Regions from separate parts of the Gossypium raimondii genome. Here region 2 is linked to region 1. A link is a contact called in public Hi-C data. All regions are on one chromosome and are shown on one strand. Each heading gives the region's core, a stretch centred on a gene start, on an enhancer-like site or on the middle of the called end of the contact. The rest is flanking DNA. Distances are from core to core; before and after follow the strand shown. Region 1 holds the start of LOC105771328 (TATA box-binding protein-associated factor RNA polymerase I subunit B). Region 2 holds the start of LOC105771356 (protein argonaute 7).

Region 1 (3,793 bases), core at 215-2,714:
GCGACGTTCTTTTATTTAATACATATATATATGCATGTTTTTTTTATCTAGTATACTTGCATGTTTTTTATAATATATATATATGCATTTTTATAAATATTTTTTACTATTCTGTTCCATTTTTTATTTACATATCATACAAATATATTTTCATATACATATTTTCATGATTTACCAATACATACACTTATACATTTTTTATTTTGTAAATATATACACATATTTCATTTTTTTCTCTTTTTATATGTATACTTATTATATATGTGTTTTATATATGCATTAACATTTTATCATGTTTTTTTATATATTTTGATTTTATCGAAGCGTTAAAATCATCATATTTTTACAAATTTCCAAAATATTTGGCATTCATGATTCTCGGGAAAGATTGTGTCCTAACTTACTGGATTGCGATTATTTTTCGATGAATTTAGAAAGCCAAGTATTTGTTTTGCAATAAATTCGCAAATTTTAAATAAAAGCTTATTCTCGGGAATTCAAAATGTTGGATCCTAACTTACTGGTCATGACATTTTCTTCTCGAAATAAGAATTTTCAAAAGCGAAAGGCAATATTCGGGTATTTTGAAGATTTAAAAACATTGTGCCCTAACTCACTGGGTGTGGTGTTTTATTTCTTTGAAATAAGAATGTCTTATTATTTTAATTCGTTCATAAAATAAAAAGTTTCCTTTTAAAATATTTTTAAATTTTCGACACCAATGCATTAAAAAAATCAATTTGGTACCAATTTTGGGCGTTACGAGGGTGCTAATCTTTCCTCGTGCGTAACTGACTCCCGAACTTGTTTTCTTAAATTTCGCAGACCAAAATTATTTTTTAAGGTGGGCCGATAACACCTTAATAAAAGAATCGGTGGCGACTCTAGTTTTGTTTTTTAAAGTCGACAACTAAATTTTTGGTTTCAAAAAAGGTGGGCCGATAACACCTTAATAAAGGATCGGTGGCGACTCCAGTTTTGTTTTTTAAAGTCGACAACTAAATTTTTGATTTCAAAAAAACGGTTCTGACATATACATGCAGCAAATTTCATGTTGGGTATGCACGAAATATAGTTTTTTCTTTCTTGGGGGATGACACATACATGCTCCTTGAATCCTATATTGTGAGTTTTGAGGTTAAATGGGTTTTCTAACTTTAGTTATTCATAGGGTTCTCATGGTTTTGAAACATGCAAATTTCTTTACATATCCAATTCTAATTTTCTTTTACAGCTGGTAAGGGTTAGACATTTTTAATATTTTATGCATGTTCAGAACTTCTTTGCGTGAGGATGGTATGATAGGTAAATGTGTAAGCTTTCACCACAATTAGACTGAAAACTGGCCGGCACATTAACATAGTTGGACCCGGCAACAGAATGAAACAATTTATTTATGTTTGGACCAAATTATCCTACTCCAAACTCAAAAACCTCTTCTTTTCGGCCCAATTCCTTTTTAAAACCTCCCAAACCCCTTTTTCCCAGAATAAAGAAATTGGCTTTGCCCGAGTCTCTTTCTGACTCACCCAAAGCCTCGCCCTCTTCTCTTCGCTCTTGCTCTGCTTTGCGCCGTCTCATAAGTGCCTCCGGCCACCGTCTGAAGCTGCCGTCGTGGTGATATCTGGCAAGGGTGAGAATATTTTTATTTATTTTAAATAATTATAACTTTTTTTGCTAGTGTTTTAAATTTTTTTACTTTGGATTTTGGATAATGTAGTTAACTGTTTTCATGTTTAAAAATTTTGATTAATTCGATTTTGTAATGTATAATTCATGCCTATTACATTATTGATATTTAAATGTATTTAGGAAATTTCAAAATTTTTTTTCTGATTTTTTTTTCGAAATTTTCCTGCATTCTCCCTTTTTTTTTCAGAAGTTTTCTTTTATTATTATTATTATTATTATTATTATTATTATTATTATTATTATTATTATTATATTATCTGTGAACTGGTGATCTGACCAGTTTGACTGCCGGTCCAGTTCCAAAAACCATCACTTCGTCTAATAGATGAATAATCCGATTGAATTCATCGATGTGGAAGCATTACATAAACTTCCAATACGAGCACCTGCTGGGGAAATAACCCGATGTGGAATAACTAGGCTCTTACAATTCCTCACTACGTGATATTTTATATACCCGCTAAACAAAAATATTTGTGGAATAACCTGAATGTTATATTTTCAATGTTTTAAATGGGTTTTATCTATTTCAGAATGTTATACATTAACTTAAATTACAGTGCACGTTAACTTGTATATAGAAATTTTGATTATCTTAACACTAACATATTTCCACTATATTTTGTCTACTATTCAGAGGTAAATTTGTGAACAAAGATAAGCTTGCGGTAATACTTGCTGCAAGTTGTTGAAAGTTTACTGTCAGCCATTCAACAGATGGAGCAGGATTGCACCCAATGGACTTGCAACTTGTGTGGGAATGTGGGAATGGCTGATGGATCAGATGGCTACTTCTACTGCTTGAGATGTGGGTCTCAGGCTGATGACATCATTGATACGGGTGTTGCTGATGAGGATTTTATTGAAAAGGGTTCTCAGGGTGGTGGTGCCCTTTACTTGGCCAGCCATACTCGCCATGCTCGCCAACCCATCCCAGTCCAACCACTCTCACAAGTTGACCCCAAATCTCTAGAATTTTGGTCCCGTCTCACCGAAGAGCCTGGAGGCCATAATGTTAATCAAGATGGAACAGGAGATGGTGTGGGGCCCACCGGCACAAGTGATTTTGGCTCTTACCCTGCGTGTGCATATAGTTATGAAGGTTATTACCAGGAGGTTAGGAACAGATATGTGATGGGGATGCAGATGATGATAGAAGCTCAATGTGAGGCTTTAGTGGAGAAGTTTAATATGAAACCTTTGATTTGTGGGATAGTTGGACCTATTTGGTTGAGGTTTTTGGCCAGCACTAAGGTTTTTGATGATGGTTGGGCCGATGAGGCTATTCATCAATCTGAGATAAAAAAATCAGGTATTGGCTGTTGCCTGTATCAGTTTTAAAAAATTTCATTTATTTACCTTCTTGTTGTAGAACTATGAGTAGATGAAGGTTGATTATGGTGCTTGTTAGTGTCAGTAAGTACTGTGGGTTTGGTGATATTAATGCTTTAGTTATTCATATGATTCTGCCATAGAAAAATGGATTTTGGTGGTTTGTATGTTAATTTTTATAGCTATTTTTTTGCTCATAACAGATCAGTGTTTCTGGGCTTTGATAATAGTTAAGGATGTTTGGTGATACTCTCCTTCCCATCTTAAAATTGATATCAATTTTTTCCCTAACTGGGACAAAAGGTGTGAAAGAATACTTTCTGTTGAATATCAGCTCTGGCCAAAAATATAAATATATAATAAATATATCTCTGTGCTGGTAAAACCATCTTCCAAATTTTGTTGTGCTATAATTTCATGACAATTTGAACTTTATCTTACCATTAAATTTTTGGTGGTGCTAAAGAAAATTATTTATATCAAAGGTGGTTTAATTACATAGCTGGACTGGAAAAATTGAAAATGTCGGATTCCCTGCAATTTACATGCAAGTTATAGTGTTTTTTATGTTGTTTTGTTTTCTCTCTTCCCCCTCCCATTTATGTTCTTACATATCAATAATCATCGTGTTATTTTGTTGATCACTATTTTCATTTTTCCCTTTGCAATTAGGAGAATCTGAAGATTTTAAACCGCTTTCTCGTCACAAAGCAGAACCTCACAACATACATGGTCAGAGAGCATTAATTATATGGCATAAATATTTAAG
Region 2 (4,278 bases), core at 658-3,157, 300 kb after region 1:
ACCACTGGTTATGTGTTTACTCTTGCTTGGAGGACCAATAAGTTGGAAGTCTACATGCAGCTCTACGATTGCTTGTCAACCACGTGTTTGAATACATGGTTGTAACAGAGGCTGTAAAGGAAGCTATTTGGTTACAAGGTATGGTTAAAACCTTGGGATTGGTTCAGGAGCATATTAATGTGTATTGTGATAGTCAAAGTGCTATTCATTTAGCAAAGAATCAAGTCTATCATGCACGCACAAAGCATATCGACGACGTTTCCATTTTGTGCGTGAAATTATTGATGAGGGAAAATTCACCTTGTAAGATTAAGACTGTAGATAATCCCGCAGATATGATGACCAAGGTGGTAACAACAATCAAGTTCGAACATTGTTTGAACTTGATCAATATTCTGCATGTTTAACAGTTGAAGAAGGCACTATCAAGTGTTGTTGACAAAGGCAGAGAGAATTGTGTGAAGATAAGATTACTCGAATCAAATCTTCAAGGTGGAGATTATTGGGAATTATCCATATTTATGGAAAATCAAAGATATGGGTATCAAATAATAGAAAGTCAAAGATATGGGTATCAAATATTGGAAAGTCAAAGATATGGGTATCGAGATATTGGCATAATAAAATCTGAGATATTTGCAATATATGGTCCCTAATTGTAAAGTGACTTTGCAAGTTGATCCCTGAACCTCAACTATAAATAAGCATGACCATCTCTCATTCTGTATCTCAAACTTGCCATTCTCTACTTAAGGCATTGTTTTCTCTCTCTCTTTGTAAATTCTCACTTGTATTTTGGAGTGAAATATATTTGGTAGTGCCCGAGGACGTAGGCAAAATTTACTGAACCTCGTTAAATTCTTGTGTTCTTTATTGTATTATTCTGCATGAATTGTGTGTGTGATTGTAGTGATTTATTGTGCTATTAAATTACGATTGAGGGATATTCTGCTAGGAAAGACACGGTACTTAAGCGATCCTTGTGATCCACCTCTCTTTCCTGGGAATTGAACTTAGTGTGATTTTTTAGTACAATAATTTTACTCTTTTACACGCTTCCGCACAACAGATTAAATTAATCTATTTATAGTAAAAAAAACTATTTTAATCCAATCCTTATAATACAATAACCCATTAAATACATTTAGCCTAATATATCAGTATAAATTTTATTTATAAATAATAAATTTCATAAAAGAAAAGTTTTTCATGATTAAGTCAGCTCATATAGTAAAAAGTTTCACTTGTTAGTGGACAACTTGATTAATTCCGCCCATTTAGTCATTTAAAATATTAAAACATAGGAAATTTATTTTATATTTTTAATTAAAATAATATTTTTATTTCTATTAATGATTATAGCTTTCGTATGATACAAGTTTAACACCTATTATCTTTTTTTCTCCAATATTTAATAAATATAAAATAATATTTCGAATAGAGTCTAACTCAAACATATATATAAAAAAATCTGATAGGATTTAATAAAGTGGAAAAAGCAGTGGGACACTTAATCAACATAGGATAGTTTACAAAAGAAAAAAAATGTATAAATTAAATGTTTGAAAAGAATGACCTTTTATACATTGATAATCAGAAAAGAGAGTCTAGTGGAAATGATGACCATGATTAACCCAATGATGCTATGAAATATTCAACAACATTACTAAAATCATAAGCCTAAAAAACAAGAATTTGACCCAATCACTAATCCAAAGTCCAATCACTATCAACTATACCCCAATTTCATTTTTAATAGAATGCACATTTTCACTGCATTTGACTTTAAAAACTATATGAACGAAAAATAAAAAGAGATTGGAAGGTGGGGGAAAACTGAAAAAGGCTAGAGTAGGCATATGTGTTTGACAGGTAGTCAATTGGATCATTAAAGGGTATATGTATCAGAAGCCTAACATCTGCAATGCTCTTTCACATAGTGCAGCAAAATGCCAAATACTCTTACAATTACAGATTATACCCCTTTTCTTTGATGCTACCCTTTTCACTTTCTTTTATAAGGCAAGCCATGGCAGCCCCGCCTTCTATTCTTTTGCCTTTGAATTCCTTCACCTTCTTAACCTCCTTGAGTTTGAAGTTAGAACCAGACACAAAGAACCTCAGCAAATAAAAACCCACTCTTTTTTTTTCTTTTTTGTTTTTCCTTTGAGTTGTCAATATCTCTCTTGAGTGGTCTTTCCCTTTTATGCTCATAGTTTTAGCCCCCATATTTTTCCTTTTTACACAAAAAGGTTAGCTTCTTTTTTTTCTTTTCTTTTCTTTTTTGCAATGGAAGGAACTGAAGAGCACCACCATGTGAACAAGAAATGCACTACCAAAACCAGGACTTTCAAGGGCGGGAATAATAATCCTCATAAGCATCATTACCAGCACCCATTGTTGCAATATTCAAGCCACTTTGGGTTGTTTAACCAGAACCAGTTCCAAAGTTACTCTTACTACCCTGCTTTGCTCCCTTTACCCCCTCCAATACCTTTGCAGCTGGCTTTAACCCCACCTCTCTCTCAAAACCAAAACTTTCAAACTAAAACCCACTTGCAGAAACTTCCATGTAAGGTTAATGATTTTCCTCCACTTGCCACCTCTTCCCTCCCTGATACACAAGTCCCAGTTCTAACAATGACACCAGGTGACCCCCCGATATTTATATTTGTTCTTCTTATTTCATCTGCATGTATCATCATTTTAAGGTCATGGTTTATTTTTCTTCAACAAAACTGATTAAAAATAGGATCTTTGTTATATCCTTTTGTTCCAATCTTTAGTTATATGCAAAAAATGATAAATTTATAGCTAGAGCCTAGAAATGATATGTACCTCCTTAATTCTTATATTTGAAACTACTGGACTTGATTGATTTTTGTTTGGAACTTTTATCTATCCAAGTGGTTGTATTCAAGTTCTTAACTTTTTTTTCTCTTTCAATGAACCAATCAGCTCCAGAGGGGCTTCATGGGAGAACAAGTTTCCCATATAAAGGAAGGAAGGTGAGGAGTAGTGATACAAAGGAAGCACTGGTGGCTGCTAGGAGACCAGATTCTGGTGGTGTTGAAGGGCCAGTAATCACTCTCCTTGCCAACCATTTTGTAGTGAAATTTGACCCCTCTCTTAAAATTTACCATTACAATGTTGAAATATCTCCTAGTCCCTCCAAGGAGGTTGCTAGGATGATCAAACAGAAACTGGTGGAAAACAACTCAGGTTTACTCTCAGGTGCTCATCCAGCTTATGATGGTAGAAAGAATATATACAGCCCTGTTGAGTTCCAAAATGATAAGCTTGAGTTCTTTATTAGTCTCCCAATACCCACCACCAAGTCAGGTTTACCTTTTGGGGAATTGAATTGCTTCCCACAGAAGCAGAATCAGCTCAAAGTGTTTCGAATCAATATCCGACATGTTTCAAAGTTTGATGGAAAGGATTTGAGAAGTTACTTGAGCAAGGAAGGTGATGATTGGATCCCACTCCCTCAGGATTATCTCCATGCTTTGGATGTTGTTCTTAGGGAGGGTCCAATGGAAAAGTGTATACCGGTAGGGAGGTCGTTTTATTCGAGTTCGATGGGAGGTACTAAGGAAATCGGAGGGGGAGCTATTGGATGGAGAGGTTTCTTTCAGAGCCTTCGACCAACGCAACAAGGATTAGCGCTCAATGTTGATTTCTCCATCAGTGCCTTCCATGAGAGTATTGGAGTTATCCTTTACTTGCAAAAGCGGCTGGACTTTCTCCGAGACCTTTCTCAAAGAAAGACAAGGAGTTTGAGCGATGAAGAGAGGAAAGAAGTGGAGAAGGCATTGAGAAATATCAGAGTTTTCGTTTGCCATAGAGAAACGGTTCAACGGTACCGTGTTCATGGCTTAACTGAAGAAGCTACCGAAAATCTTTACTTCCCTGACCGGGGTGGTAAGAATTTGAGGCTTGTTGATTACTTTAAGGATCACTACAATTATGACATACAGTTCAGGAACTTGCCATGCTTGCAAATCAGTAGGAGCAAACCATGCTATCTTCCCATGGAACTTTGTATGATTTGTGAAGGCCAAAAGTTTCTTGGGAAGCTTTCGGATGATCAGACTGCAAGGATCCTTAAAATGGGCTGCCAGAGACCGAAAGAACGAAAAGCCATAATTGATGGAATCATGAGAGGACCAGTAGGGCCTACAAGGTAATGTTATACAACACTATGAAGAATTCACTTGATTATATTTGATTGCAGGTAAAACTTAAGGATTTGCACTTTTTCTTGGCAGTGGCAAC

Evidence for each region. Hi-C and Micro-C count contacts between places; a contact is called where the count stands out from the background.
Region 2: a Hi-C map of leaf shows a contact between it and region 1, with 2.6 times the contacts expected there. The contact joins the promoter of LOC105771356 here to the promoter of LOC105771328 in region 1. A contact is called at or near these places in 2 of 2 Hi-C or Micro-C datasets (both in leaf).

The regions. Positions count from the first base shown.
Region 1 is chr5:32,474,008-32,477,800 of ASM2569854v1, forward strand. LOC105771328 (TATA box-binding protein-associated factor RNA polymerase I subunit B) reads left to right here and starts at 1,465. Exons shown (of 6, transcript XM_012592759.2): 1 at 1,465-1,633; 2 at 2,330-3,004; 3 at 3,697-3,756. The coding sequence starts at 2,410.
Region 2 is chr5:32,768,837-32,773,114 of ASM2569854v1, forward strand. It overlaps LOC105771356 (protein argonaute 7), which reads left to right and starts at 1,908. Exons shown (of 3, transcript XM_012592790.2): 1 at 1,908-2,650; 2 at 2,959-4,186; 3 at 4,272-4,278. The coding sequence starts at 2,290.